Linked DNA regions of Mus musculus: all the other regions are linked to region 4. Evidence: chromatin contacts called from public HiChIP or PLAC-seq, Micro-C and promoter capture Hi-C data. All regions are on one chromosome and are shown on one strand. The core of a region is the stretch at or near the end of the contact, and the rest is flanking DNA. Distances in the headings are between cores, read along the strand shown. Region 1 holds the start of Cables2 (CDK5 and Abl enzyme substrate 2). Region 2 holds the start of Rgs19 (regulator of G-protein signaling 19). Region 3 holds the start of B230312C02Rik (RIKEN cDNA B230312C02 gene). Region 4 holds the start of Kcnq2 (potassium voltage-gated channel, subfamily Q, member 2). Region 5 holds the start of Slco4a1 (solute carrier organic anion transporter family, member 4a1). Region 6 holds the start of Mrgbp (MRG/MORF4L binding protein).

Evidence for each region. Promoter capture Hi-C pulls out the DNA fragments that hold promoters and counts their contacts. A called contact is a pair of places that touch in the nucleus more often than the background predicts. HiChIP or PLAC-seq counts read pairs in DNA pulled down with a chosen protein or histone mark.
Region 1: a promoter capture Hi-C map of liver shows a contact between it and region 4, with 3 times the contacts expected there. The contact joins the promoter of Cables2 here to the promoter of Kcnq2 in region 4. A contact is called at or near these places in 5 of 39 promoter capture datasets (the 3T3-L1 cell line, embryonic stem cells, liver and 1 more), 1 of 484 Hi-C or Micro-C datasets (embryonic stem cells), 2 of 115 datasets of contacts at active chromatin or transcription factors (embryonic stem cells and large pre-B cells) and 1 of 9 other capture datasets (embryonic stem cells).
Region 2: an H3K27ac HiChIP or PLAC-seq map of embryonic stem cells shows a contact between it and region 4, with 2.8 times the contacts expected there. The contact joins the promoter of Rgs19 here to the promoter of Kcnq2 in region 4. A contact is called at or near these places in 1 of 39 promoter capture datasets (liver), 3 of 115 datasets of contacts at active chromatin or transcription factors (embryonic forebrain, embryonic stem cells and fetal liver) and 2 of 9 other capture datasets (adipose tissue and embryonic stem cells).
Region 3: a contact with region 4 is called in a promoter capture Hi-C map of stem cell-derived epiblast-like cells, with 6 times the contacts expected there. The contact joins the promoter of B230312C02Rik here to the promoter of Kcnq2 in region 4. A contact is called at or near these places in 11 of 39 promoter capture datasets (the 3T3-L1 cell line, the C10 cell line, HPC-7-derived erythroid cells and 6 more).
Region 5: a Micro-C map of embryonic stem cells shows a contact between it and region 4, with 5 times the contacts expected there. The contact joins the promoter of Slco4a1 here to the promoter of Kcnq2 in region 4. A contact is called at or near these places in 2 of 39 promoter capture datasets (the 3T3-L1 cell line and liver), 1 of 484 Hi-C or Micro-C datasets (embryonic stem cells), 2 of 115 datasets of contacts at active chromatin or transcription factors (bone marrow-derived macrophages and embryonic stem cells) and 1 of 9 other capture datasets (embryonic stem cells).
Region 6: a contact with region 4 is called in a promoter capture Hi-C map of liver, with 2.8 times the contacts expected there. The contact joins the promoter of Mrgbp here to the promoter of Kcnq2 in region 4. A contact is called at or near these places in 10 of 39 promoter capture datasets (the 3T3-L1 cell line, cranial neural crest, embryonic stem cells and 4 more), 1 of 115 datasets of contacts at active chromatin or transcription factors (stem cell-derived neural progenitor cells) and 1 of 9 other capture datasets (embryonic stem cells).

Annotation. Positions count from the first base shown.
Region 1 is chr2:180,271,608-180,275,723 of GRCm38.p6, reverse strand. It overlaps Cables2 (CDK5 and Abl enzyme substrate 2), which reads left to right and starts at 2,259. Exons shown (of 10, transcript NM_145851.2): 1 at 2,259-2,624. The coding sequence starts at 2,269. It also overlaps a transcript of Rbbp8nl not described here.
Region 2 is chr2:181,692,597-181,697,111 of GRCm38.p6, reverse strand. It overlaps Rgs19 (regulator of G-protein signaling 19), which reads left to right and starts at 3,135. Exons shown (of 6, transcript NM_026446.4): 1 at 3,135-3,233. Lkaaear1 (LKAAEAR motif containing 1 (IKAAEAR murine motif)) reads left to right here. Exons shown (of 4, transcript NM_199023.3): 3 at 1-107; 4 at 183-317. The coding sequence ends at 242.
Region 3 is chr2:180,383,593-180,387,933 of GRCm38.p6, reverse strand. B230312C02Rik (RIKEN cDNA B230312C02 gene) reads left to right here and starts at 2,049. Exons shown (of 7, transcript NR_040745.1): 1 at 2,049-2,161. It overlaps Mir1a-1hg (Mir1a-1 and Mir133a-2 host gene), which reads right to left and starts at 2,330. Exons shown (of 4, transcript NR_045331.1): 1 at 1,659-2,330; 2 at 230-400.
Region 4 is chr2:181,132,463-181,136,720 of GRCm38.p6, reverse strand. Kcnq2 (potassium voltage-gated channel, subfamily Q, member 2) reads left to right here and starts at 1,432. Exons shown (of 17, transcript NM_010611.3): 1 at 1,432-1,924. The coding sequence starts at 1,629.
Region 5 is chr2:180,453,564-180,458,340 of GRCm38.p6, reverse strand. It overlaps Slco4a1 (solute carrier organic anion transporter family, member 4a1), which reads right to left and starts at 2,096. Exons shown (of 12, transcript NM_001355218.1): 1 at 1,968-2,096.
Region 6 is chr2:180,578,619-180,582,719 of GRCm38.p6, reverse strand. It overlaps Mrgbp (MRG/MORF4L binding protein), which reads right to left and starts at 1,498. Exons shown (of 6, transcript NM_028479.2): 1 at 1,183-1,498; 2 at 1-109. Gm30144 (a long non-coding RNA gene) reads left to right here and starts at 852. Exons shown (of 5, transcript XR_001783605.2): 1 at 852-1,884; 2 at 3,357-3,444; 3 at 3,864-4,101.

The DNA of each region.
Region 1 (4,116 bases), core at 1,010-3,509, 860 kb after region 4:
GGGGAGGTCAAGGAAGGTGGCACCTGAAGCTTAGATTTGGGTTTTGAGGGTTGAATAGAAGTGTGCCAAGCAGGCAAAGTTCCTAGCATGCTCTTATAAGCATCTAAATATGTGCCAAAAGGTCAGGGTGAAAGCCAAGGAGAACTCACTTGACCATAACTGAGTGAGGAAGGCTGGAGCTGGCCAAACCAGGTAGAAGGACTACAGCATAAAAGGGAACTGTGGGTATAATTGTAAGAGCCTGAAACTTCCAGAACTGGAGAAACTGTCACTGGGACTGGGTGAGGCCTGGGCTTAACAGAGTACCATTCTCTACTGAGCACACCTGAGAGGCCCGAAGGACAAAATTCCAAGGGACAGCCAGGTGTGTGTGTGTGTGTGTGTGTGTGTGTGTGTGTGTGTGTGTGTGTTCAATCAGTTACAAGATTCTTCAGCTTTTTCAAATTTGAATAAAACACAAGCTGTATGTTTTATCCACTTTGACCTCCTGGTCAGGTTTGGTCTGTGAGGGAAAAAAACCCACAGTACCACACCCAGGAAGAGGCCAAGTTCCTGTTTAAATGTCCCTCAATCACCTCACAGGTTTGTCTGCCAATATTGGGGTCTAGCTCTAGGGCTATGTCCACACTCATGGTACCCTGCCAGGAGCACACCTCCTTGTCATCCCTGTCAGACAGTGGCTTCTGTTAGCCACGATCAATTACCCATCCCAAAGCAGCTTAGTCATACAGCTAGCACCTCATACTACCAGAGACCAAAACTCAGAAAGGTAAGCAGCCTGAGTGTGAAGGACACCACCCCAGGTCAGCAGACACCATGACCCCCTGACAGAAATTACTCTCTCTGGGAGTGCCCACCACTCAATGGACCAAGCCCTGCGTTCTACTAGACAGGAAAACTGTCCACCTTGTCACTGGTTCCTGGCAGGGTAGCTAGGAAAAGGCAGTGGAGAAGAGGGGGGTCAGAACAGAGTAAGGGTAAGCCTACTTGTTCAGGGATGACAGGGAGATGCCATGGATAGAGGGGGGTGTCTGACAGAATCAGCCTGCCTGAGCCTTAAAAGCAGGGAAGGAACTGGCAGTATGAACTCCTATAGGTAACACTACCGATGGCTTCTCCCAAGGAAAGAAGCCACTTCCCAGGGATCTCTCTCCCTCAACCAACTCCACTCCAGCACCCATTTTAAGCAGCCACAGGACCAGAGCAGGCAGTGACCATAGACCAAAAAGAACATTGGGGAGATTTTCCTTTGTGTTTCTTCAATGATCCATCAAACACTTTAAAGACAAGAAGTCGCCGGGCAGTGGTGACGCATGCCTTTAATCCCAGCACTTGGGAGGTAGAGGCAGGCAGATTTCTGAGTTCGAGGCCAGGCTGGTCTACACTATACAGAGAAACCCTGACTTGAAAAACAAAACAAAAGAAAGATAAGAAGTCCACATAGGTTGGGAGCTGGAAAGAGCAGGTGATGGTAGGGTGAAGACTCTGTACAGGGAAGGGCCGACATACACACACGGTACTGAGCCAGAAGGGTTTGTATACTCGAGTCCTGGACATCCTCCACGAAGGAAACTGAAACTCCAGTATCATGCAGACTCAAGACCACGTCCATGAGGCAACTGAGATGTCAGCTGCCCTCAGACCATAGACGGGTGTCTTCAGCAGTCAGTGAGGAGGCCAGGCGGCACAGCCCGGAAGTTACAGGCTCTGGTGGAACATGGATGGATACCTGCCCAGAAGAACCCCAGGGCTGAGGGAACACCCCGGAGCAAGTGACCACAACAGGCCCGCACCCTGAGTCTGCAGCCCATAATGAACATTCGCTGAAGGGTGCCCTGTACACCGAGTCCTGGACGGGAGAACAGGACACAGGTTCCGTGCACCTACCGACCTTGCCGTGTTTAGCCACGCCAAACCTACAACAGACAGAAGACTCTAGGACTCAGGGGAGCGCCGGGGCAAGCCACATATCGCTAGCCGATCGAAGGGCTCAGAGGAGCCTCATTTGCATGCAGGCGCGCCGCAACCAATGGACAGGGACCGCGGAACTATATTTGCATATGGGCGCGCCGCGGCCAATGGGCGGGAGCGACGGGGTGGTATTTGCATACAGGCGCGCCGCAACCAATAGACAGGAACCGCGGAACTATATTTACATATGGGCGCGCCGCGGCCAATGGGCGGGAGTGACGGGGTGGTATTTGCATGCAAGCGCGCCGCGGCCAATGGGCAGCTGCGCGGCGGCGCGGCGCGGCGGCGCACTCGAGCATGGCCGCGGCTGCGGCGGGAGGAGCCCCGGGTCCGGCCCCCGGCCCCTCCAGGCCCGCGCCGGCCGCCCGGAACCCGCCGGCCGTGCCGCGGAGGCGCGGGGACTCCCGGCGCCGTCAGGCCGCCCTCTTCTTTCTCAACAACATCTCCCTGGACGGACGGCCCCCGAGCCTGGGTCCCGGAGGCGAGAAGCCAGCGCCGCCGCCGCCACCGCCCACCGAGGCCCGCGAGGCGCCCGCGCCGCCGCCCGCTCCACCTGGAGGCCTCCCGGGGCTGCCAGCCAGGCCCGCGCCCCAGGGCCTGCTCAGCCCCACGACGGCGCCCGCCGGCCTTGGCCTGGACGGGCAGCGCCAAAGGTGAGTGGGCTGGACGGGGGCGGCTGCACGCTGGGGTCAGGGTGGTGGCCTAGAGGCCTAACCAGCACTCCGGCTGTGTGACCTATGGCCTTGGCAGCCCGGGGCACCGGTGGTGGTGAGCCAGGTCCCTCCTCCCAGGTTGTGGGGTAGTTGACCTATGGGTTCGGGTAAGCCACAAGCTCGGCAGACCTGGACATGGTTGGGATGAGGTGGGTCCATTCACCCCGCACACAGGTATGGTCACCTGGTACCCATCAACTTAACACTCAGAGGTCTGGGTGAACCGGAATGGTCAGCCCAGGACACAGGGTCAAGATGACCAGCCCAAGATCAAGGTGTCGGGTAATTAGGGAAGAGGGTTCTTCAGCCCATAATGCAGGAGCCAGGGTGGTCCAGGGATCCTTCATTCTGGTACTTGAGGGCCCATCACCGCAGCGTGCAAGAGTCAGAGAGGCTCGCAGTCCCGTCTGTCCTTGACTGGGACTGAGGTGATGTGGCAGCATCAGTCCAGAATACAGGAGATGAGTTTGGGATTAACTGAAGCTGGTCAGCCTCCAGAGGGAAGGGATAGTCCCACTAAAACTGTCAACTTCTGGATATGGGGTCAGCTCTTTACCTTGAAAGTCCCACTAAAGCTGTCAGCTCCTGGATATGGGGTCAGCTCTTTACCTTGAAAGTCCCCTGAATATGGATTTCGGAGTTCCCTTGGTCTAATTGACTCTAGACACATCCCTCCCCTGGCTACCCTACACAGAGACTCACAAACACTTTTTACAGGCTGTGTGCCCAACTCAGCTTGTGGGCCAGGGTCTTACCTACCTGGTCTCATCTCTACTCGGCCTTATACACCTGACCACCTCCCTGCCCTCTGTCCCACACCTGCTGGACTCAGGGTCTGCAACATGTAACTGTTCTGCCTCCCCTGCCTGGATCCTAGGATCCTTCATCCTAGCCCAGGACAGCTCTTATTCCTCACTACTCCCCCATTCCCTGGCTATGCTTACTTCCCAGATGGCCGTAGCTACCAGCACCATGTGGGTCTCAGCCTGCTCAGCTCCCTCTTGCATTCTCAGCCTTCACCTAACGAGTGACAGCGGGAGCTAAGTCTGGACACTGAGGTCCCTTCTGGGCAGGCCCCACTGCTATATATCCGAGCTCCTGCCAGGTGGCTGGCTCCCAGGTGTGGGAAGCCCTAGGCAGGTCTGTGATGGGAAAAGCTGTCTGACTTCTGACCCTGCATCACATATCTGTGGCCAAAGGACCTCAACTTTCTGTGGCTACCACCTCAGCCTACAGGTAGGGCCAGGTCATGCTTCTCCACAGGACATAGAGGGATACAGTGGGGACAAGGGGTCAGTTTGTCCCAGAGTGTTAGTTAGCTGGACCCCCTTGAAGAGCAAGCTGAAACATTTGTGGTTGAGGCTCCCTTTGGTACCCACGCCGTCCTAGCTCTTCCAGCCATCCGTCTTCCTAGTTCTGCCCCACTTCATCC
Region 2 (4,515 bases), core at 1,886-4,385, 560 kb before region 4:
TGCTGATCCAGAAGCAGAGCTCCGCGCGCGCTGCCATCCGACTGGAACTGTTCCTACCACCCCAACTGAAGCCCACAAAGATCCCTGATCCTCTGGACCGACACGAGGTGTGGGGAACCCCGGAGACGGGTGGGAGGGTTCCGTGCCTCGCCACACATTGGCTCCAGCCTCTCTCTCTGCAGCGGAGGCGTGTTGAGACAATCCTGGAAGAGGAGGTAGATGGCAACATCTTCCCCCGATGACTGAGACCTTGGCGTTCAGAGACCCTACGGTTACAGCAGCTCCCCACCCTCTCATATAAAGTTCTCTTCCAAGGGTTCTCTGGTATTTCCCCTCTTTTCCCCCTGGGCCCCCACAGGAAAAGACAAACATGGATGCTGCCTCTCCTTCAGCCACAGCCACAGAAGCAAGGAGATGTTGGTGGGTGGGCACTCCTTTCTCCCAACAGCCTGCAAGTGGTGCCCTTCAGTGCCATTAGATGTGGGAGGTTACTAGTGTGGAAAAGCACAGGGATGAGCCTGCCTAAACACCAGCACCCCCGGAAATCTGGGCTGTCTCCAAAGTTAGGGTCATTCCATCTGAGGACTGGGGTGGCATTCTGGGAGGGGGAAATGAGTGCAAAGCCAAAACTGGCCTTTAGAGAGTCCAGTTGTGCCCAGATGACCAACAGGTTGAAAATGGGGTGCTCTCTCCAAGATCCCTGGATGGTGGGACAGAAAACCCTCCCACTCCCTTTCACCGGAAACAGCCTCCTGTGCCCACTCATCCACCAGACACAGGAAGGAAGCTACCCATCCCATTCTGACCACTGGACTCTGAAAAAGCCCCTCATTTCTGGGCTGCTCATCTTCCTCCTCTCCACAGCACTGGTTCTTTGCAGAACCTGTGGCCTCTTGGCCTCTTGGCTCCCAGTACTTGTCCTCCTTTCCAGCCCCTCTCCATCAGGCTGCACAGAGGTGGAAGCTGCAGAGAGATAGACAATTGTCTGCTCCTGCATGGGGGCTCCCACTAGCTCTGCATGAAACAGAGAACAGGAGGGAGGAAGAGATCAAAACTGTGGTCCAGAAGGCTCTTACTTGCTGGTGACCAGTTCCCAGGGCTCTGTTTCCTCAGCTGGTCTTCTCCCGCTGCACATGACCCTTCTCACTCTCTGTCCTGCTGCTGCTCTAGGCCTTGATCCAAGCCCAGACTGCAGCATTCACAAATCAACAGGAGCTCTCAGGAGGAGGGGAGGAGATTTCTGACAGTGGGAAAGACCACAGAAGCAGGGAAATGGTAGGTTTGTACACAGGTATGGACAGGGAAAAGGAGACAGTCTCTTCATCCAGCAAAGATGGTTCCTCTCACACACAGATGTAGATCTCTAATGACCGTCAATTAGACCACATGATAGCCAATGCTGGGCTCCTCTGGCCAAGCTCTAAACCCCAGAATTTTGTCTCTTAGAGATTTGCTAAGTGAAAATTTTCATCTACTTTGTAAAGTCATACCACTGTTTCACCCCTTCTGACCGTGCATTTCTTCCTGAGGGTTACTGGAATATGCCTAAGGTCATTGCAGTCAGTGTCCCACACAGCGAGTAACCCACATAAGCACTTCAGAACAGGGCTGAGAACAAAGACAAAGCACTCCAATGACACAGGAGCGCCACACCAAATGTCAGACCAACTTAAGAGCACCTCTGGATCTGTATACCAGTGAGGGACTAGGTGTACAGAGGCAGCTAGGAAAGCCGGCATAGGATCCCTCTGTCTGAAGGAAATCTTGCAGGAATACAAAACCTGTGCCCCACGCACCATCAGGTGGGGCTTGTGAGGACCTAGGGGCACTGCTCTCAAGCAGAGTTTATTGGGCTCCAGTTCAATTCCCGCTGGCATCGCGTGTTCAGTGCTCCTGCTCTCCTTCCTGGGTTTAGAGGCATTCTCTGTGCTTAGGGAAAGATGCTAATTGTGTGGTAAGCAGATGTAAGGTGGCAGAGAACAGGTAGACAGGCAGGTAAAAGGAATTAAGAGGAAAGCATACTGACTTCTACCCACGGTCATGCCCACACCAAACACTGCAGAATCAGGTTTGGTTTGTGGCCTCCATCAGGTACTCATCCATGTCTACTGGGCCTCCATGTTCTGACCTGTGTCTACCTTAGGAATATTATCTAAACTAAAGTAACTTCCTGTTCAGATGTGCTTAGCCTCTACCTTACTTAGGAAGCCGCCAGCGTGGCAGCCAAAGGGTTCTGTGGTCAACTCATAAAGCCCCCCTCAGAGCCTGGGAGTCTCTCACCCATTGTTCTCTCTTCATCCTGGACCCCTCAGCATCATGGCAACATCCTGTCTCCTCACCTTTCACCCCATCCCTTTCTTGCCTGTCTCCCATTCTAGTCCACTGCAGTCAGTTCAGTTAGTCTGCCTCTGCCCCACTGCCTGAAGAACTCATGTGAAGGATCTCCTTTGCATCCCTGACTTAATATGTATGATGTAGTATGTGAGCATTAACAACTTGTGTGACTGTGTGTCCTGTGCTGGAACCACGAGCCCCAACGGACCACTATGAACACTGGCCCAAAGCATGCTGGGATAATGAACTAACTCAATTTTATACCCAATGACAAAGGATCTGAAGAGTTGACCAAAGAGCAAGGCCATTTGTGGTAAAGGCTATCTTGGAGCAGTTTGAGAGTTCAGAAGGGACTCAACCAGGCCCCAGAAACATTCGGGGTGATTTGATGTAAGAACTTGCTTTACGCTGCAGTCCCTGAACCTCCCTTTCGGGCAAAGTTCGAATGCAGAGTGACAGACTCTTAATGCTACGTTACAGACTAGCCTCAGAAAGGCGAAGAGTCGGACCAGACGGGGCAGTACCACAGGCCAGTCCTTCCCACAGGCCTCTTCTAATCCTGGCGAGCCAAGTAGCACACAGGGCTCAGCTCTGGTGTTCAACATAAAGGTTGGGAAAACCCAGCTAACAAGAATGGAGCGCCGGCTCAATCCACTCTCTGTACGACTCACCCCTCAGGGTCACCATGCCACGCTACCGCGGGACGACACGCCAGCCGCGGGTGGGGCACAGGAGCCGCCGCGGGGCGGGGCACTGCGGGCGAGCAAGCGCTGGGGCTCGAGGAAGTCCCGGCCCCTCTCTTTGGGGAAGTACCGCGGAGGCGCCTGCGCACTGCGCCCCCTCCCCGGCGACCAGCAGGACTTCGGAGCGCGCGGGCGGCGTGACTCGGGGACGCGGCGGTGAGTGCTGCGCCGGACCGTGGACGGGCCCTGGCGATATAGATGCCGGCTCTGTTCCCGGACTTCAGTGACCGGTCCACGTGGATCTAGGTCGCAGTAGGACCAGACCCACCCCTTGCGCGTGGGGGAGGGAGAGCCGCAGCAAGGTTCCCCTTTTTCTTCAGCTCAGAGCGTTGAGAAGTGATTGCTCAAAGGTGGGGGCCGGAAGAACCCAGGTTTCCGCGTCTCCTGCCCGCTAGCTTGGTGGGGAGGGGCCAGACGAGACTCCCGACCTGCCACCTTACCCACCCTTCGAGTTGGGTCCGCTAGCAGTTGGCCCGGTGAGCCATAAGGGTGAATGCTGCATCCTCGGCCCCATCTGAGCGGGGACTCCGTGAGCCTTTCTACCTCGTGCCCGGGAGTACGTCTTGCTGTCTGACTTAAATCCCTACTGCTTTAGAGCACGCCCCTTCGGCAGCCAGGGTGGGGCCCAGTCCGAACCTGGCCCTCCCGCCCCCATCTGCCTTTAGGTCGCTGGTGAGTTGGGCGCCATGGCGAATTCCTTAAGAAAGGGGTGGGGGCGCCAGAGACAGCAAGAGGGACCGTGAAGGGGAGACCAGCCTTCCAGACAACCCCACCTGCAAAAAAGCAGGAACTGGGTGGGGGCCTACCATTCCACAGGTGGGCTTGGGCAGCTGGGTTCGCCATGGTGAGAGGCCGGCCCTGCCATGGAGGTATAGGTAGGACAATGACAGTGTTGGATGGAAGTGAGAACGGATCCGGTCAGTCCTCCTCCCAAAGGTTATGACTTTTTTCCTGGAATTTTTTTGGTCTGGGTGGGCTTGGGCATTCTTTTTGCTTCTGTAGAGCAACACTGACAGCCATTCACCAGAGAGCTTCTATCCCCAGAGACCAGATTTGCTGAATCTGGCCTCTTAGCATAGACTTGGGAGGCCAATACCTGGGAGGCTTGGGGAGGAAAGGAACCCTCCAATAGGCATGTGGAGCAGGACAACCCTGATTCAGACTCTAGGCTCTCCTTGCCCAGAAAGGAGGCAGTAGTGAAGAGCACCCTGGACGACATGGGTGGTCCCAACTGACCTTTGATGGGTGCAAGGAGCTAGAAAAAGGGGCAGGGCACCCAGCGTACAGACCCCATGTCCAGTCGGCTGACTGGAGATGGACCCCATGAGGAATGGTCTCTACAGGGTGACAGGTGAGGGATGATTTTGAACAGCATGGAGACCTCAGGCTACCCCACCCCTTTTCCCTAGAAACTCAACTGCTGGAAAGTACAACCCAA
Region 3 (4,341 bases), core at 800-3,299, 750 kb after region 4:
GTGGAGGCTCCCTTCTGCCCTACCAACTTCTACACCCAGAGTGAGGAAGAAAGGAATGTGAAAAACAGAAAGATGGGCAGGACTTCCAGGTCAGAGCCTCAGCAGCAAAAGGGAGGCTATCCTCAGACTGAGAGAAAGAAGGGGAAGAAGAAAGCAGTGGTCTGGAGGGGGGGGGAGGAAGAGGAGGAGGGAGAAAAGGAGGAAGAGACTCACATGCCTGGGGACTCACCATCACCCAAGGTGAGCCTGCAGGTAAAGTGCTGGAACCCTGGAACAGGTGTCCCTGCAGGCGGCTACCTACAGAAAGAGCTGGAGACACCCACTGCAGGAGAGGTGGTGCAGGCACAGAGGGTCTGGCTGGGCTTGGACCTGGTGTGGGGCTGCAGGGCAGTCCCAGCTCCTGAAAGAACATTCAGTTCTTCCGTGTCAGCAGGACAATGTCTGTCTCTGGCATGACCTGACCAGCCCTGTCCCTGTGTGGAAACACCCCAGAGAGCATCCAGACTCTCCCATTCCTGGGAGGGCCCTGTCTCTGCAGAGCCTGCAGCATGTAGAGGTCCCCTGGTTGTGGCAGCTGTAGCTAGGCAGGGTGGAAAGAGGATTAGGATACTGAGAGAAGCTTGTGCAGCAGGAATGAGCGAGGGACAGAAACTGTGCCCATTTCCCATGTGGTTGCTGTTAAAATTTCATTTCCACATAGCCAAGGATAAAAAGGGCAGCCAGTCCATCAGCCTCAGCTTCCAGCTTCTGGAGGTACCCCTGGTGTGACTGAGCTCCCACTTAGGCTCCCTGAGAACTCTAAGAACAAATGCCTCTCTGCCCTCTGTCCCAACTCCCAGGTGTTCATGATAGCGTCTGTATGTCAAACAGAAAGTTGGGGGGACCTGAAGAGCAGAGATTGATTCAGTCTGAGCCCACATCTTCAGGAGCTGCTCATTCAGGAATGAATGAGAGTCACTTCTCAAAAAGTTTCCCACCTTGACAGGAAAGTGGTGTCAGTCACCTCCAAGTAGACCCCTCTGGCATCTGGGGTGGGGCCTTATCCTGAGCCCCCCCCCCCCTCACACACACACACTATGAACACTAGTTCAGCCCTAGCCCCAGCCCCAGCTCCAGCCCCTGGATGCCTGACACAGCACACTTCTGATCCTGGCAGGGCTGGGAGAGCTTCAGAAATCCAGAGTCCCAGCCCATGGACGGCCTTGTCAGCGCTCCTCAGAAATCCCCCACCCGCAAGCACTCAAAGGCTTTGTGGCAAGTTCCAAGGTAAGTTTAGCCACAATCTCTGGTGTTGCCCTCAACTGGTTAATCTATTTCCTCAGCTCCCGTGCCAACCCCCTAGAACAGCGGACGCCATCCACCCTGCCCTCCACCAAGCATCCAGGGGCGCTGCTTTCTTGCAAAAAGCCGTATGTCAAAGTTCTGCATCCCGGTTGGACGCGCCCTCCCAACCCTCCCAGCCCTGCTGGCTGCTGGCTCTGCAGTTTTCCAAATGTAGATGATGCTGGGAGAAACTCCAGGCGCCCCCTTGAAGCCACGCGGCACCAGCACCCACAGCACCCACCTCACCGGAGGGCACACCCCCACCACTGCCGATAAGTTTTCAGGGGCTTTCCTAGCTGGTGGGCAGCTGAAGCAGCCAGCTGAGAGGGACTCACCAGGGAGCCCTGGGCGCCCCTCGGGCTGGGCTGGTGACCGCGGCAGCCGTGGCGGCGGGCGCAGGGTCGCGGCTCCCCGGGAGATGCTGCAGCAGCGGCAGCAGCGGTAGCCACCTCCTCCCGGAGCCAATCGCAAATGCAGGGGTGGGGGCGGGCCGGAGCTCCCATTGCGTCCGCACTTGGTGGGGAGGGGGGGGCAGAGAGAGAGAGAGAAAGAAGACACCCCGACTCCGCACCCCTGCCCTTCCCCCAGCCCTCCTGCAGCAGCGCAGACTTAGCAGCAGGGAAATCTTGAGAGAGAAGGAGGAAGGGGGGGAGAGAAAGGGGAGGGGAGGGTAAGAGAGAGAGAGAGAGAGAGAGAGAGAGAGAGAGAGAGAGAGAGAGAGAGAGAGAGAGAGAGAGAGAGAGCGCTGATGCAGAGTTAAGGAGACAGAGCCCAGCTGCACACCTTGCCCGGCCGAAGCTGCAGGAAGCTCCTGCACCCTCAGCCCTGTCGGTACCAGGTAGAGGTCAGAGCAGAACAAAAGGGAAAAAGAGAAAGGCCCCGCGGGTATGCACGCTCACACACGCACGCAGCCCCACAGACCAAGATTCATGCATGCAGGGGGAGGGGAGGGCAGAGACGGGATGGCCTGACCCAACGCTGGTGGGGCAAGGGGCCCTTGGATCAGGAGCGACCTCACCTTGGTAGTTCTTATATACCCCGCCAAACATCCCAAACACGCGGCCCGGCCAAGTGGCCCCCCTCGGGCTGTGCGCCCTGACCATATTTAGTCAAGCAGGGGAAAAAATAGCATGTCAGCTGGGCCGAGGCTGGCCAGGCAGCAGGGAACAGGGTGGGAGCCCCGGCACCATTGACAGCGGTCCTGGGTTGCCCCGTCCCCCTCCCAGCCCCTCCCTTACGAGCCTGCTACCGGCTGTCCCTGTCCGAATCCCCCTGCTATTTTTAGCAAGGCCCAGTACAGAGGTGCCTCCTACCCAGTGGGCACTGGCCTCTCTCTGAGGCGACACCAACTCATTCCTGAGTGCCCTGGGGAGACTGGAGTTACTCCAGGGAACAGGGCCCAGGGAGGGAGATGGGTGGCTCCCTGGCCTTAGTCCCCTAAAGGCCCATGTGGGCCAGGGCCTCAGTGTCTCCAGAGTGATACCTTTTTGCTCAGAAGTGGGGTTGGGTCAGGTGGCAACAGAGCCACTGGTTTTCCTGGGGATCCTAAGCCAACCCCAGGTCATGAGAATTGCAGGTCACCTTGGGCAACAGAGAAGGCCAACTCAGTTGTCCTGTCTCCTCCAGAACCTTGGCATCAAGGGTGTGTGGCTTGGAGACCCCCATATCCACAAGTACACTTGGCGATGGCTCCATTTTGTTCCCACCTGGGTTGTATAAGAAACACGGCTTGGGAACATGGCCCCACTGGGCTGGGATTCCTGAGTCCAGCAGCCTGGGATTGGCCAACTATCCCCTTTGAGCAAAGTGACATTGAGCGAGTCTCTACCACCCTGCTACTGTCAAGTACAGGCCATTGAGACGACTCTGGGACTATGGGTGGAAGCTTCAAGCTCCTCAGAAGGCATGAGTGTCCCTGTGCAGTGCATGGGCATCCAAAGACTTGCTGCTGTTTTAGAATCCACTAGAAAACCTCCTTCCTCCTGTACTCAGAGAAGTGTCCTCTCTGTACTGGCTAATCTGTCCTCACAGGAGCAAGGAGAAGCTCAGCTGGGGCTACCATGCTACCCTAGGTCCCCTGGATATTGTGATTATGTGTGGTTAGGCATGGAAGCACAAGCTCATAACCCCAACATTCAGGTGGTGGAGTTGGGGAGTATGAAGCAAGCCTGGGCTACGGTGAATATCAAGCCATCAGGAGCTACATAGCAAGGACAGGGCATGGTGGAGCTGGAGGTTTTAGCTAGAATCGTGGGGTGTTCAACTTGAGATTGGATGAGTCTTGCAATCACTATGGGTCAGCTCAGACAAACATACAGAGACATTTTCCCACTGGTGTGTGGGGTTCATACAGAGACTTACCTATATCTGGGGACTCTTTAGTTACCCACAATGAAGCAAAGCCAACCAAGATCCTCTGCTCCACCCAGTGAGTTCTCAGGGACAGGAGTTTCATGCATTTTATACCTCAGCAGGGGCCAGCCACAAAGCCTGGACAAGCCAGTCCTGTCCTCCACCCAGGAGCAGGAGTTAGAGCACCCTTGTCATGGGTTCTAACCAATAGTTCTCCCCACAAGCCCACTGGCATTGGGGCTTAGCAAGTGAATTCCTTAAAGCCAGCTTGTCCTTGTACCCACAAACACAAAGCTCTCAAGAGTGGTGTGTGCCTCTTATTTCTTCCCCCAGGAAACAGGACAGAGGAGACACTTCTCCCATCCAACTGTTTATCTTCACTCCCACCCTGAGCAGTCCATGCCAATGATGCCACTGCAAAATGCAAGCAGCTCCTTCAACAGTGAGATCTTACTAAGCCTGGGCAACTGCTCCCCTAGGCACATGTCTGAGAGGCCCCTGCAGTGGCATCTGTGGTATAAACAGCACAACCCAGATGCTACCCACTAGTGACCAGGGAACCATGCACGGCACATTGACAGGATGGAATATTATCTGGTGATAAAATCTAAAGCACTGCTACATGCCATGACTCTTGAAACTATGATGTGGAGTCAACACCAGGGG
Region 4 (4,258 bases), core at 183-2,682:
GGAATCACTTTCTAGAACCTTCTGAAATGTGGTAAAGCTGTTGGTACAAATAACATAGGTAGAGAGCAGAGCTCTTGGGAATGCAGAGATCTCTACACCAACTTTACTCTCCCATGAACTTTCCCAGTGTTGTGTGTGTGTGTGTCATACTCTACAGTACCAGAAAGTTTGTGGGCTCATAACGACTTCAAGGGTGTGTCCCCATTTTCCCCCCAAAAGAGAAGATGAGTAAGTTTGTATCTGTTGGTGTTATGGAACTCTAGAGAACCTTGACCTTTGCCTTCCTTTCAGTGCCTCCTCTTGGAACACATTTCCTTCCTAGGGAACCAGAACCTTTTATCCCTCAGGGCTCTGACTCACCCCATCCCCAGACAAAATTTCTGTGTGTTCTGGCTGTCCTGGGACTCTCTCTGTAGACTTGGCTGGCCTCAATCTCACAGAGGTCTGCCTGCCTCTGCCTCCCAAGTGCTAGGATTAAAGGTTTGCAGCACCACTGCCCGGTTTGGGCTCTGATTGTCCCAGGAGGGTGGATAGAATGAGCTAGGCTCTTCCCAGTTGCCATCTACGATCTGTAATCACTTATTTAGTTATTTTAAAAATACTATTTTGAGATTTGTTTATTTTTACGTTATGTTTAGTGGGTATGTTTTGCCTGCGTGTATGTATGAGTACCACAAGCTTTCAGTGCTCAAGAAGGCCACAAGAGGTCTTTGCATTCTCTGGTATTGGAGTTAAGTTCCTAATGTCATGTGGGTACTGGGAACCAAACCCAGGTCTTTTCAAAGAACAGTCAGTGCTCTTAACTACTGAGCTATCTCTCCAACCTGACTTATAAAACTTACAGTTCTTTTACAGAGACTTGAATGGAAGATGACCCAGAGGTGATGGTAAAGCCAGCCCGTGCAAGGAGTGGGCAGCACTTCCCTCCCCCCACCCCACCCACAAACACCTTGTACCTAAGGCCTCTTCTGACTGGGTGGGCCAGGCTGGTGCCTCCTCCATAACCATGTACAGTTGGCTCAGTAAGCCTGGAGGTGGGCAAGGATTCTGCTCTAGGCACTGCTCTGGTTACCCTTAGAGAGCCTGTACAAATTTCCCTGCACACCCAGAGGAAGTGCTGGGCCTTCCTCATGTCTGGCCCTCTTGATGCTAAGAGCCAAGATCCTTGTGGGCTGAATCTTTAACACCGAACTTGACAATGGCCAGGATCCTTCCAAAGGTGTCCACTTGCCGACTCCAGGTCAACTCTGGTGCTTTGCCCTCTCAGCGGTGACGGCAGGGCTGGACTCCCCCTCAAGGATTACCGGGCTAGGAGAGCAGGAAGGGTTGTCCTGTGAGGCAGTACACCTGGACCAGCTCTCCCTGCCTGCCACTACAATGGCGTCGTAGGGGTTAAGGCGGGCGGGGCGGGGCGGCGGGAGGAGCCCTCGCGGAAGCCGGCCAGGCACCGAGGCGCGCGCGGAGCCGGGTGGCCGCAGCGTCCCCGCGCGCGGCCGGGCCAGGTAGGAACGCAGAGCCGCAGCCGCCTCGCCATGCGGCTGCCGGACCGGAGGCCTGGGCTGGGGCCCGCGCCACCCCCCGCGCGCCGCCCCCGCTGAGCCCGCGCCCGATAGGGCGCCGCAGGCACCATGGTGCAGAAGTCGCGCAACGGTGGCGTGTACCCCGGCACCAGCGGGGAAAAGAAGCTCAAGGTGGGCTTCGTGGGGCTGGACCCCGGCGCGCCCGACTCCACACGCGACGGCGCGCTACTCATCGCGGGCTCCGAGGCCCCCAAGCGCGGCAGCGTTTTGAGCAAGCCGCGGACGGGCGGCGCGGGAGCCGGGAAGCCCCCGAAGCGCAACGCCTTCTACCGCAAGCTGCAGAATTTCCTCTACAACGTGCTAGAGCGGCCCCGCGGCTGGGCGTTCATCTACCACGCCTACGTGTAAGTGGCCCGCGATGTGGTGAGCGGTGGGCCTGGCGAAACCCTGGCCGGGCCGCGGGTTGATAGCAGGCGCAGCTGCGGTGGACTGAGGGGCCCTGGTGTGCGTGTCCGCGCGCGCGCCTGGTTCGCGTCGTGGGCGTGGGGTTTGGGTCGTGGCATTGCAGTCTCGGGTTAAAGCAAAGGATAGGGATTGGAGAGTGACTTTGGAGATCATTCTGTAGTCAGGGACTGTTTTATTTGGGGAGGGGGAGGGTTACGGCCGCCAGGCTGGGTTGTACCAGCCCTTCCCCCGCAGGACGGGATGTACTGGCGCCCCAGCCCCCCTCAGCCCGAGAGGCCCCTCCCCACGGCCCGCAGCGCGGAACAAAGGGCCGCCTAGGAGGGAGGGCGGCTCAGCTCTAGGTCTGAACTCATTCGCCCCTCTGCATCCCCGTGGGTTCTCTCCGACATCCAAGTAGGGGCAATGCAGAAGATTGGCCTCATCTCAGTCATCCTCCTAACCTCTTGCTACCTCTCTGAGCTTCCGGGTTGCAGAAATGGGGAGGGGACATAACATCCCATCACCTCAGCCCTGGCTGAGGGCAGTTGCCTGTACTCATCTCCGGAGGCCCACTCTCCTGTTCTCTACACTCTAAGTAGTCCCTTTGTACCTGCTGATGATCTCGCTACACATTCTGGGCTTTAGATCCTTGAGAGACTATTATCCCCCAGTACTGCCAGCTTTGGGCCTGGAAGGGGCTGCTCCTGTCCCCAAGTCTGGGACTCCTTCTGGGGCAGAGCCAGAAAGAGTCGAACCTGTTTCACGCATACATGAGTGTGTGTGTGTGTGTGTGTGTGTGTGTGTGTTTATGTTAGTATGCATAACCTCCCAATGCAAGGACGCTGGCTCTCCTATTCCAGTAGAACCAGGGACAGAGGAGGAGCACTAAGACTCGGCCATTTTGTATGAGAAGCATCATTTGGGGATGGGAGTGAGACCCATGTTCAGGAAAAGTCTCTATCGAGGTGCCCACTTGTCCTGGCCTTGGTAGGATATGTGTCCCATGAGTGGGCCTGGGAGTATTCTGCATGTGATATGTGAATAGGTTTGGGGACAAGGAAAGGTCCATAGAAGGAAATTACTGGATGCCTGCAGAATGATGTCCTGGGGGTCATCACAACCTATGAGTAGTGTGTGTGTGTGTATGTGTGTGTTCCAGTGGATAGTCCTGAAATTCTCCAAGGCAAAGGTTTCACCAATAAGGCTGTCCAAGGGAAGCAGCCTGTAGTGTCAGCCCCTACCCCCCTCCAGAAAGATGAATTTGATTCTCCCTTGCCCAGGGTCCTGTGCTTTTCTTTAATCCAAGGAAGAGTCCATGTGTCCCTAATGGTCCTTTTGCTGTAGCCACCACCTCCTTGCCCTCTTGGGGTCCAAACATTTCTACTTTGGCTGGCTGTAGACATCCAGCCAGGTCCTGGTCTGAGGTGACTCCTGGGACACAGACAGGATGAAATCCTGTGTCCACAGGGCTGGGTGTGGATGCCCAGGCTGGCAGCATTATCTAGGAATCTTTGGGGGGAAGGGTCTGTAGCCTCTATGGTGTCCTGTTCTATCCCTAAGTCTGACTGGTTGATTTCTCTACTTCTGTTCCCTAACAGTAGAAGCACCTGGAGCTCCAGCCCAGTGTGGGAGGTCCTTGCTTTATGGGATCTGTGTCCCTTCCCCATCTACATTTCCCACCATAGAACCACTCCTGCCCCCTGCAGTGTCCCGGACTTTAGGGTTTAGACCATGAAGACATACAGCATGCTGCAAGTCCCTTGGCTTCTATACTTTGTGGCTGGATCTTTCAGGGCGATGTCTTGGGATTAAGGGCAGGAGGGAGAGCATTGAAGAAGAACAGTCTTTGGTTGCTAATTCAGGGCCAGACACAATGTCTAGACCCAGAACCCCTTTCATCAGTAAGGTGGTAACAGCCACTCCTGGCTTCCTGGACTTTGTGAAGACCAACTGATATCTTCCAGAATGCCTATTGATTCCATTGTGAAAGGTGACACATCTCTGATGTCTTTGTTGCTCATGACCCATGCCCCTAGTTTCCAGGCATGGAACCCTCCACACCGATCTTTGTCTAATTTAGGAAGTCCAATAGCCTGAGATTCCTGAGCACGTGGCAAACCCTTGTGTGGACTACTGGTCTGCATGGACTGGGTCACGCTGTGTGTTAGGCAGTGTTTGGTTTGTTCATTAGTTAGCAAGGATGACACAGCCCCTCCTGAGGCCAGGTAGCTGCTTGAGAACAGATCCAAGACCCATAGAAATGAGTTTCTCATTTAAGGAGTATTGGGTTTTCC
Region 5 (4,777 bases), core at 847-3,346, 680 kb after region 4:
ATTAGCCCATGAGCTCTCTCAGTGACCACGGGGATCAGGAAGGGAGCACTGAGTATAACTCAAGAGGAAGCAGGGGTGTCCAGGAGCACCAGAGTGGGCAGTGACCTTTCTATGTCTCAAATGCTCCGTCCTGCAGAGGACCTTCAGGCTGGGAACTCGACCTGTTCCACTTTAGGAGATCACAATGGTATGAATTCATAAAACACAACAGCACCCACCTGGGAAGCAGGTTAAGTCAGAAGACTTCTGTAACAGAAAGAGGACTCACAACAACAGGCCCCATATGTCAGTGAACTGAGAAAATCTGAGTGTCTGGAAGCAAGGCATAGACAGAGTCCAAACTGCTGCAAAACAGTTACTCGGTAGCTCTCCTGCTGGGCCCATTTACAAGTCTTTATGCTGCTGGTCCTGGCCCAGGCCCTGCCCCTCTCTTCACCCAGTCACAAGCCTCCGTCTTGCCTGCCTGGCCCCTCTGCAGTATTGGGGAAGGTTCTGGTTGGGGCTTGTCCAGCATCTGCTTTGGGGACCACACCCAATGAGCTACAATTAGATCATCCAGGAAGAATTTATCCAGGTAGTACCTGTTGGTCTTTCCTAGTGGGCAGGCAAGGCAAGTCTTGCACCTCATCACAGCCAACAGGTAGGTACCTTTGGCCACCAGCATAGTCCTGTCCTGGTAACTGCTGGTTCTCTGACCTGGCTTTCCTCTCTTCTTGAAGAGAGAATGGCTGGCAAATGATACAAACCTCCGGTCTCCCCTGTGTCATTTCTAGGCAAGCCAAACATCCCGGTGCCCCAGGCTGCTCCTCTGTGCAAGGGGACTTTAAAATGCTGCCTGGGACTGCTCTTATCCAAAGCCCTCTCCAAGCCAGCAAATGCCAGGCTCAGCAAACAGCGCCTGCTGTCCCCATTACCACAGCTAAGATTTATAAATAATTCGGCTAAACACCAGGTGTTCTCTTCCCTGCCGTCCACCTGCCCCAAGCTGCTTTAACAACAGCTGACTAGACAGCTACCTTGGTTTACTAAACTACAAAACAAAACAAAACAAAACAAACAAACAAACAAAAAACACTGCCCTGAAGTTGGGATAGTTCCATCACAAATGGGCAGTTTCAACACCTTGGGACAGAAACACCCCAAGGCCATGTCTGGGGGAGGCCAGCAATCCTCATCACGCTAAACTCAAGCCACTGCGCCTGGGGCCCCAAGCTATAAGGTGCGACTATGTGTCTCTATCTCATTTTTCCTACAGATGCTCACCTCTCCTGTGAAGGAGGTACCCTGCCTTGAGTTCCCGGGTTTGGAGCTAAGCGTGCCAATCAGGCAGCAAAGCGACCCGAACTCTCGTTGGCGTACACACGCGTCCGGGGGCATCGGAGAGCTGCGTGAAGGTACCGGGCCTCAGGGACCCGGGCATCCGCGCTCCTCGTAGGGACAAAGCCCGCCACTAGTGAGCAACTTCCGTGCTCCACGTTTCCCTCGGTCTTAGCAACAACCACCACAGCCACTGGATCTGTCGCTGAACAGACCCGCAGAGGCTCGCACCTGCGTATACTAGCAAACCTTTAACCTGGGCCGACAGCTCTAGCGGTCCCCCCCCCCCCCTCACGCTTTCCTGCGCCCCAAGTCCACTCCCATCTTCCCTCTCGCTCTAGCGCAGCGGCTCTGCCTTCCCCCACCCCACTGCAGACTTGCAGCTTCCCTCATGTGCAGTGAGAAGGGGTGAATTCTGCATCCGGCTCCCTTGAGCCCACTCTGTCCCCGCATTGGTTCCCCGGGATGTGTCTTCAGACAACGCACCCGGGGCTCCGCCGCGCTTTAGTCCAGCCTCCGCAAACACCTGCCGCGCTCCTGACGTCAGCAGGTCGGAGTCTGGCATACCTAGGAGGCATCTAGTACGGAGCCAGACCCTGTCCCCATCCTGGTCCGAGACCTCAAAGCAGTCCAGATCCCAGAGCACTCACCTTCCCACGAACCCGGCTGCCGCGCTGCGCCCTGCGCTCTGGACTACGCGCGCAGCCCACTCCCGCTTCATTCATCGCCCAAGCCGCTCCCGCAGGGATGGGGGTAGTGGCCTCACCACCGCCACCAATGGCAGCGAGGCTCGGGCGGGCCGGGGCCAGAGGTGACAGTAGCGAGGGCGCGCCGGGGCGGGGCCGAGCGGAGGGGCGGAACTTGGGCGGGTCAGGGACAGCACAGAGAGCGGGACTTAGCTAGTGCTTTGCACGCGGTGATTTCTTTCTGTTGGGGGACACTCTGGAGGTTGCAGGCTAGGAAAATATGGCTCAAGTCTCACTGCGTCGTAGATGCCACCTGCTCAAGCGTGGAACCGAGGCGTTGGAGGGCGCGAGTAGCGATCCCCTCAGGCGTGGGGTACAGCTCCAGCCCGGCAAAGGGATCTCTCCACTCTCTGCTCAGGTCAACCAGTGAGTTCAGTGCAACGGGGCGCTGGGCCAAACCACACCCTCACCGGAGGAGCCCACAGGGTTCCAGTTCCGGGTACTCTTGACCTGAGATGGAGAGAGAATATACCAGTCACCTTCAAATTGAGGCGTTCTCTGCTGTGCGACCTTGAACATATTTCTGAACCCCTCTGGGCCAGTTTTCGCATCTGTAAAACTAAGATAATTAGCCATACGAGTGTGATGGCTACTGCTTGTAAGCCTGTGGGTATTCGGAAGGCTGGGGCAGAAGAAGGGTCCCACTTTCATAGTTCTAGGCCAGCCTGGGCTACAAAAGAAACCCAGTCTCAGAAAATCAAGCAAACAACCTTTTTTATTTTTTATTTTTCTTTTTTTTTTTAATTTTATGATTCCAACACATCACTGAAGGAAATGGAAAACAGTAGCTGGTCTGAATTTAGCCAAGTAACAGCCGACAGCCACTAGCCATTAACATCATACCACTGACAATCAACAGCCGATGGCAGAAACTCTCCATATATGTCTCCCTTTGGGGTGTATTACATTTAATTGAAAATACATGTGAGCCAGGTGTGGCGATGTTCACCGATAATCCTATACATACATGGGGCTGATGCAGGAGAATCTTTAGTGGGAGAGCCACACTGGGCTACCTAATAAAATCCTGTCTGGATTTAAAAATAAAAATAAAACAAAACAAAACCAAGAACAACAACCAAAGCAAAACAATAGAAACAAAATAACCTTCCCCAACTCTCCAAGGCATCCAGAGTTTATAATCTGGACAGGGGAAGTAAAGGCAGAAGGAATCAGAGTCTGTGATCAGCTTGGGCTACACAAAAGTAAAGTTAGTGTGGACCCTGCTGTCAGCTCATGAGGACATCACTAGTCACAGGGTGCCTGGGGACAGACCCTCCATGCAGCCTCGGGAGCTAAGGCAGGGCTCTTCCTTTATGTCTAGAGAAGAGACTGGCTGCTGAGCTTAGTTCTTCCAGCCTGACTTGTTATTTATCAGCATGTCTTCCCGGAGTGGGTGTGGCCGGAACCTACTCATGTTCTATCCTGGGAACCTCTGGTGATGACTTCAGGGTCTAGGGTCTACTTGTCAACATGTGAGTCTCTGCTCCAAAAAAAGCTGAGCTTCACTTCCACTGCCCCAGGTGTTGACCTCCATACCTGAGGCTGCCTCTGCTCAGAGAAGACATCAGGAAGAATAGACAGCCAGGCACCATGAGGTATACACGGCTTTACTAGTCTCTCTCTCTCTCTCTCTCTCTCTCTCTCAACATCTCCCTTAGGTACATGGACCTCAAGACCTGAAGCCAGAGAAAGCAGGCTGAACACAAATTTGAGAGATTGTGAGTCCTCTGCTTCAGGACGTGTGAGTAGAACTTCTCACTAAAGGGGACTCGTGGAAGTGCTCCAAATGTCAGGAGCAGGCTTGGACACCGTGCTTCCAACACTTAATTTTGGGTACATCCCTGAAACCAATATTGGTACAATATTTTTCCTTTAAACATCTGGTGTGTTTTATGAAAAGGGTAAGTTTGTTTTAAAGACAGTAACCAGGGTTGATTACTGTAGAGCGGTCACCAGAAAAATAGATTAAAAAGTAACACTGTGATATTAAGTTCTAGACAAATAGTGCTGCCTGCTGAGGGGCCTGAACTTTAAGCCAGCCTCAAGCTCAAACAGGAATTAACCTTCCTCATCAGACACGATCTAAAGATGATTCTAGAGTAAACATCCAGGTATTAATGCAAGGCACAGGCCTTGTCCTGCCCTCAGAAGCCAAGTCACATACCCAGGCCCTCTGGGGGCCTCATGATACCTGGGGGTCTGGAGACCCTCATTTTCTCAGACTGTGCCTGGCTCCTCAAGGTTCTTGGTATTTCCTGTGACTAAAGACCAGGAAGTCCCAGAGATTGACTGGACTGAGATCTCTATGCAGTGTATATCCAGGTTCCCGTTAGCAGCCAAGAAAAAGTTCAGACACCAGACTAAAGGAATTGGGAGAACGTTTATTGCAGAGAGAATTCATGTTTCTTGAGTAACACGCATCAGCCAGAAGCCTAGAGTCATGTAAACGTAGTGGAGGAAGATTAGTCATGAGTTAAGGTGGTGGGTGATGTGGGGAATTCCATAAATGAGTCGAGTTTTCCCCTCTCTTGTCCTTGTACGGGGTCTTGAATGTGGTGTCGGATGCGTGAGGAGAATGGGAGTTTTTGCCAAGTATCTTTATAACGACGCTGAAGGCAGTTAACATTCATCGCCTTCACCTCTCAGTCAGCTTCGTTGGGCCTTGACTGAAATGGTAGCTGGCCCTCTGCTTGTGATACAGCTGGCAGCTC
Region 6 (4,101 bases), core at 249-2,748, 550 kb after region 4:
CTCGCCGGGCTGGAGAACGCCGCGTGCCCGCGTCCGCGCAGGCGCAGCGAAGACTGGCTTCCGGTGCAGCAGCGACTCCTGGTGGTTGAACCTTTTACTGCCTACGGCTCTGTCCGGAGAAGGCGAGGGAACAAACCTTATGCTTTAAAAATGCACCAGATGGGCGTGGTGACACACTCCTGTAATTCTAGCTCTCGGGAGAGAGAGGCAGGAGTTCTGAGTCAGCCAAGTCTGCATAGCATGACACACACGGCCCAAAAATCTGGGCTTCACCTGGTTAGGTAATTTGGAAAAGAACTCAGCTAGAAGTGAAGGTGTGTCTCTCCTTGCCAGAGATAAATTGTACAATATGTAAATTACATCTCACTAAAACTGTTTAAGAAAAATAGTTTAAACAACAACAGCAGCAACAACAATAACAACAACAACATCCCATGGGCTAGTGAGATGGCCCATCTAATAGAGATCCTTGTGCACAGCCCATAACTGGAACTCCACCCCTGGATCCTAGAGCTGGCAGGAGAGGAGCAATTCTTAGGAGTTGTACTCTAGAGCTGGAGACATGGCTCAGCGGTTAAGAGCACTGACTGCTCTACCAGAAGTCCTGAGTTCAATTCCCAGCAACCACATGGTGGCTCACAATCATCTGTAATGGGTTCTGATGCCCTCTTCTGGTGTGTCTGAAGATAGCTACAGCATAGTCATATAAATAAAATAAGTAAAAAAAAAAAAAAAAGTTGTATTCTAACCTCTATATGTATTCCATGGTATATGCACACTTGCACACACACACCATAAATAATTTAAAAATTTAAAGCCCAACAATCACATTTTGTAGGAGTGAAGCTCTGTATATCTTTCAGTAGCCCTGACCTGAGTGCACGACAGTCCCAGAATTAAGTGCTTCCTTGGCATCAGAAGACAGAAATCCAGGTCCTGTCGGCCTTGCTACCTACCTGTACCTCCATTCTGTCCCTACAGTGGATCCACTCCAGAAGTGGTTGGATGATTAACTCAGACTGTCAGAATTTCAGGCAGGTGTTAGTAGCTCTACATGGGATTGGATAGGGCCAAGGGCTGGGCACAGCAGCCTTAAGAACATGGTTGCTTCTGGGCCTGAGTCACCCCAGTCAGCTGTGCCATGGGTCCTACCCTGCCACCCATCCAGGTTTCATTACTTACCCATTCCTCAGCCATTGCCAGGCATCAGAATCCCTTTTCTGACTGATGCCTCTCAGACTAAGATGTTGAGAACCTTTGTTCTCCTTTGTGCTATGGGGCCACTGTAGCTCTGAACTCTTGGGTCTTGATAAGGATCACTTGCTGGCTGCCACAAGCCTTGAATCCAGTCCTGACACTCCACTTGCCCCTCATTCAGGCCTGTAACCAGACAATGCTCACAGCAGGGAACCATGGAGGGTGCTGGCTCTGACCTGTCTCATTGTCTGGGACAGCTCAGAGCTCAGAGCCAGACAGCAGTCTGTGGCCAGGCTTCAGCTTTCCCACTGTGAAAGCGTAGCTGGTGGAAAAGTTCCCACAATGCCACAGGGGAGGTGTGGCCCAATAAAGCTTCATAAGGGGGTGTGGGGTCACTGCTATCATGTGGATATGATGCAGCTGGGAGTTATGATCTCACAGGGGCGGTGCCCTTGCCTCTGCTTGGTTGGCATGCAGAACTTGGCTTAGTTACTGTACGGCTGGGTGAAGCATAATCTACCATCTGGGACATGTCATAAAGCAAGTTCCCAACCTAAGAGCTGCCACATATTAAGTGCCCAGGAGCTGATTGATAATATCCTGGTTATTCTCTGAATATCTAAGGCATGGTAGACTCTGCTGCTGACTGCTTCTGGTTCCGGTCCACCTTAGTCTCACCCCTACCAGGTAGGATACTCCTTCAATTTGGAGTGCGTCCTTCTTCAGGGAGCTTCCCTATGTAACCCTCAACCTCATCTATCCTAGCTGGTCCTCTCTGGTTTGTGCGATCTCTGTACTCAGACCACATCCTACCAGCCATGACATTTGCAAACATCCGTCTGTTACTTCAGAACGCGTGACTGGCAATATAGACTTGATGCCTATAGACAGGTTGGATGGTTTAGGAGAGAAGGATGACTTCATTCTTTCTCTCCACGAAGCCACAGCAGGTCTCTGCAGAACTCTCTGTTAGGTAGTAGGAAGTAGCTGAGCATCAAGGTCAGCAGCTAAGACCCCGCCTACTATCCCACGCTAACTTCTTATTTTCATGAACATGTAGGCTCTCTAGTCCAAAAGCATGAATTAAGAGGAAGCTGTGCTTGTTCGTTTTGTAGCGCTCCTGTGATTATCACTCTCTAACAAGGAGCTGTAGAGAAACCATTAGCCCATGATCATGTGTGTGATCCCGTAGCTTCAAAGTGAATTCACACCTGTTGGGAGCTGAGAGGTTCCTTCAAACCTGATAGAAGGATTTCTTTGGTCTGGAGCAGGTGTCTGTGTGGCACACCACCAACTTTCTGTAGAAATGGCTGGTGAAGTTTGCCCAGATTTGTCTTCTCCGTGAGGTCTTCAGGTGGTTCCAGGTGGCCAGGATATAATCAGCTTTGTAGCAAGACTCCTTACTTCCCAGATACAAAGTAGACAATGATATATATCTACTAGCCAACTGGTCAAGTCCTTTCTCATTTGTTGCGACTCCTGCTGCTTAAGTCTTTTATACAAGATAGATACAAGTGCTGGGATTCTTGATCCTAGTGTGAAGGGTTCAGACTGGGCTCAGGTGAGAAATAAAGGCCATAGAAATGCTCTCCTTCATTTAATGAATATACAAGCCTAATAGTTTATACACCAGTCTAGTTTACTTTGACCAGTGTGAACTATTCCCCAGACCATGTCTAGGTCTCAACCAACTGTTATTTCTTATTCAAGGTCTTATGTATCCCAGGTTGGCCTCAAACTCATTCTGTGGCCAAAGATTACCTTGAACTTCAGTCCCCATTCCTCTACCTCCTAAGTGCTAGGGTAGCAGATATCTGCTGGTATATATCCTGGGGATTGAACCCAGGGCTTCATACATGCCAGGGAAGAACCCTACCAACTGAGGTGCATCTCCAGCCTCCTAAATGGCATTGCTTGTCTGAGGATCTGATGTTGTCTCTGGAAGGAGGTGGTCACTGTTAACTAGAAGGAGCCTATCTCCATTCCCAAAGGAACATTTCTCTCTTGGTCACAAGAACTGGATTCAATGGGAGGAGCATTTGTAAAGGCTCTGGTCAGATGCCATCCATCTGCCTTTGGTCACATTGTCTCTTTGCAGACTGCATCACTGAAGTGGTAAAATTTCCCACAGCATGACTGGCCCCATTTTGTTCCCTTAGCACATACAGGAGACCCAGGACTCTAGAGGACAAGCTCTACTTTGGAGTCAGCCTGCTGTGGATCCTGTTCTGCTGTGTTCACCTGATGGTAATGGGTCATCCTCTGGACACCATCTGAACACTAAGAACAGCTACGCTGTCCTCTCCTATGGGCTGTGGAGCATTGGAAGTAGGGAGCCTAGAACTAAGCAGCCATCAGATAGGACCCTTGAGTTTCCAGCTCAGGCCCAGTCTTTTCCTACTGGGATTGCAGCTAAGTAGGACACCTGTGTCCTGAATAACATAGCTTAGCTCCACCCCCTCTATCTTCTTGTTTATGGTAAGTTGGTGTGATTAAAGGACCTAGGTAATTATTTCCATCCTCCTTAAAGCTGCTTGTTGTCTTCCAAAGTTAAGGGCTTCACTGGACCTACAAAGGCCTTCAGGGGAGGACCTGCGGCAGCCAGGCTGCCAAGTCTTGCCTGTAGGGGGCAGTGCTCACCAACTCTTTGCAAACCTCTATTCCAGCTCTGAAAGCCACCAACAAGACCCAAGGAAAGGTGCACTCCTGAGCCACTTTAGCGTTTTAATAGGATCCAGCTCTTCAGAGGGGGCCTATGAAGGATTGCCTTGATACCCAGAAGGCAAGTGTTTCTTTCCCGGCTTTGGCTCAGTGTGCTTACTTTAGAGGATCAGCTTCCAGGAGCACCCTGAGACATCCTACCCCACAGCAGTATTGTTCTGAAGGTCATGTGGGGTGGAGCTG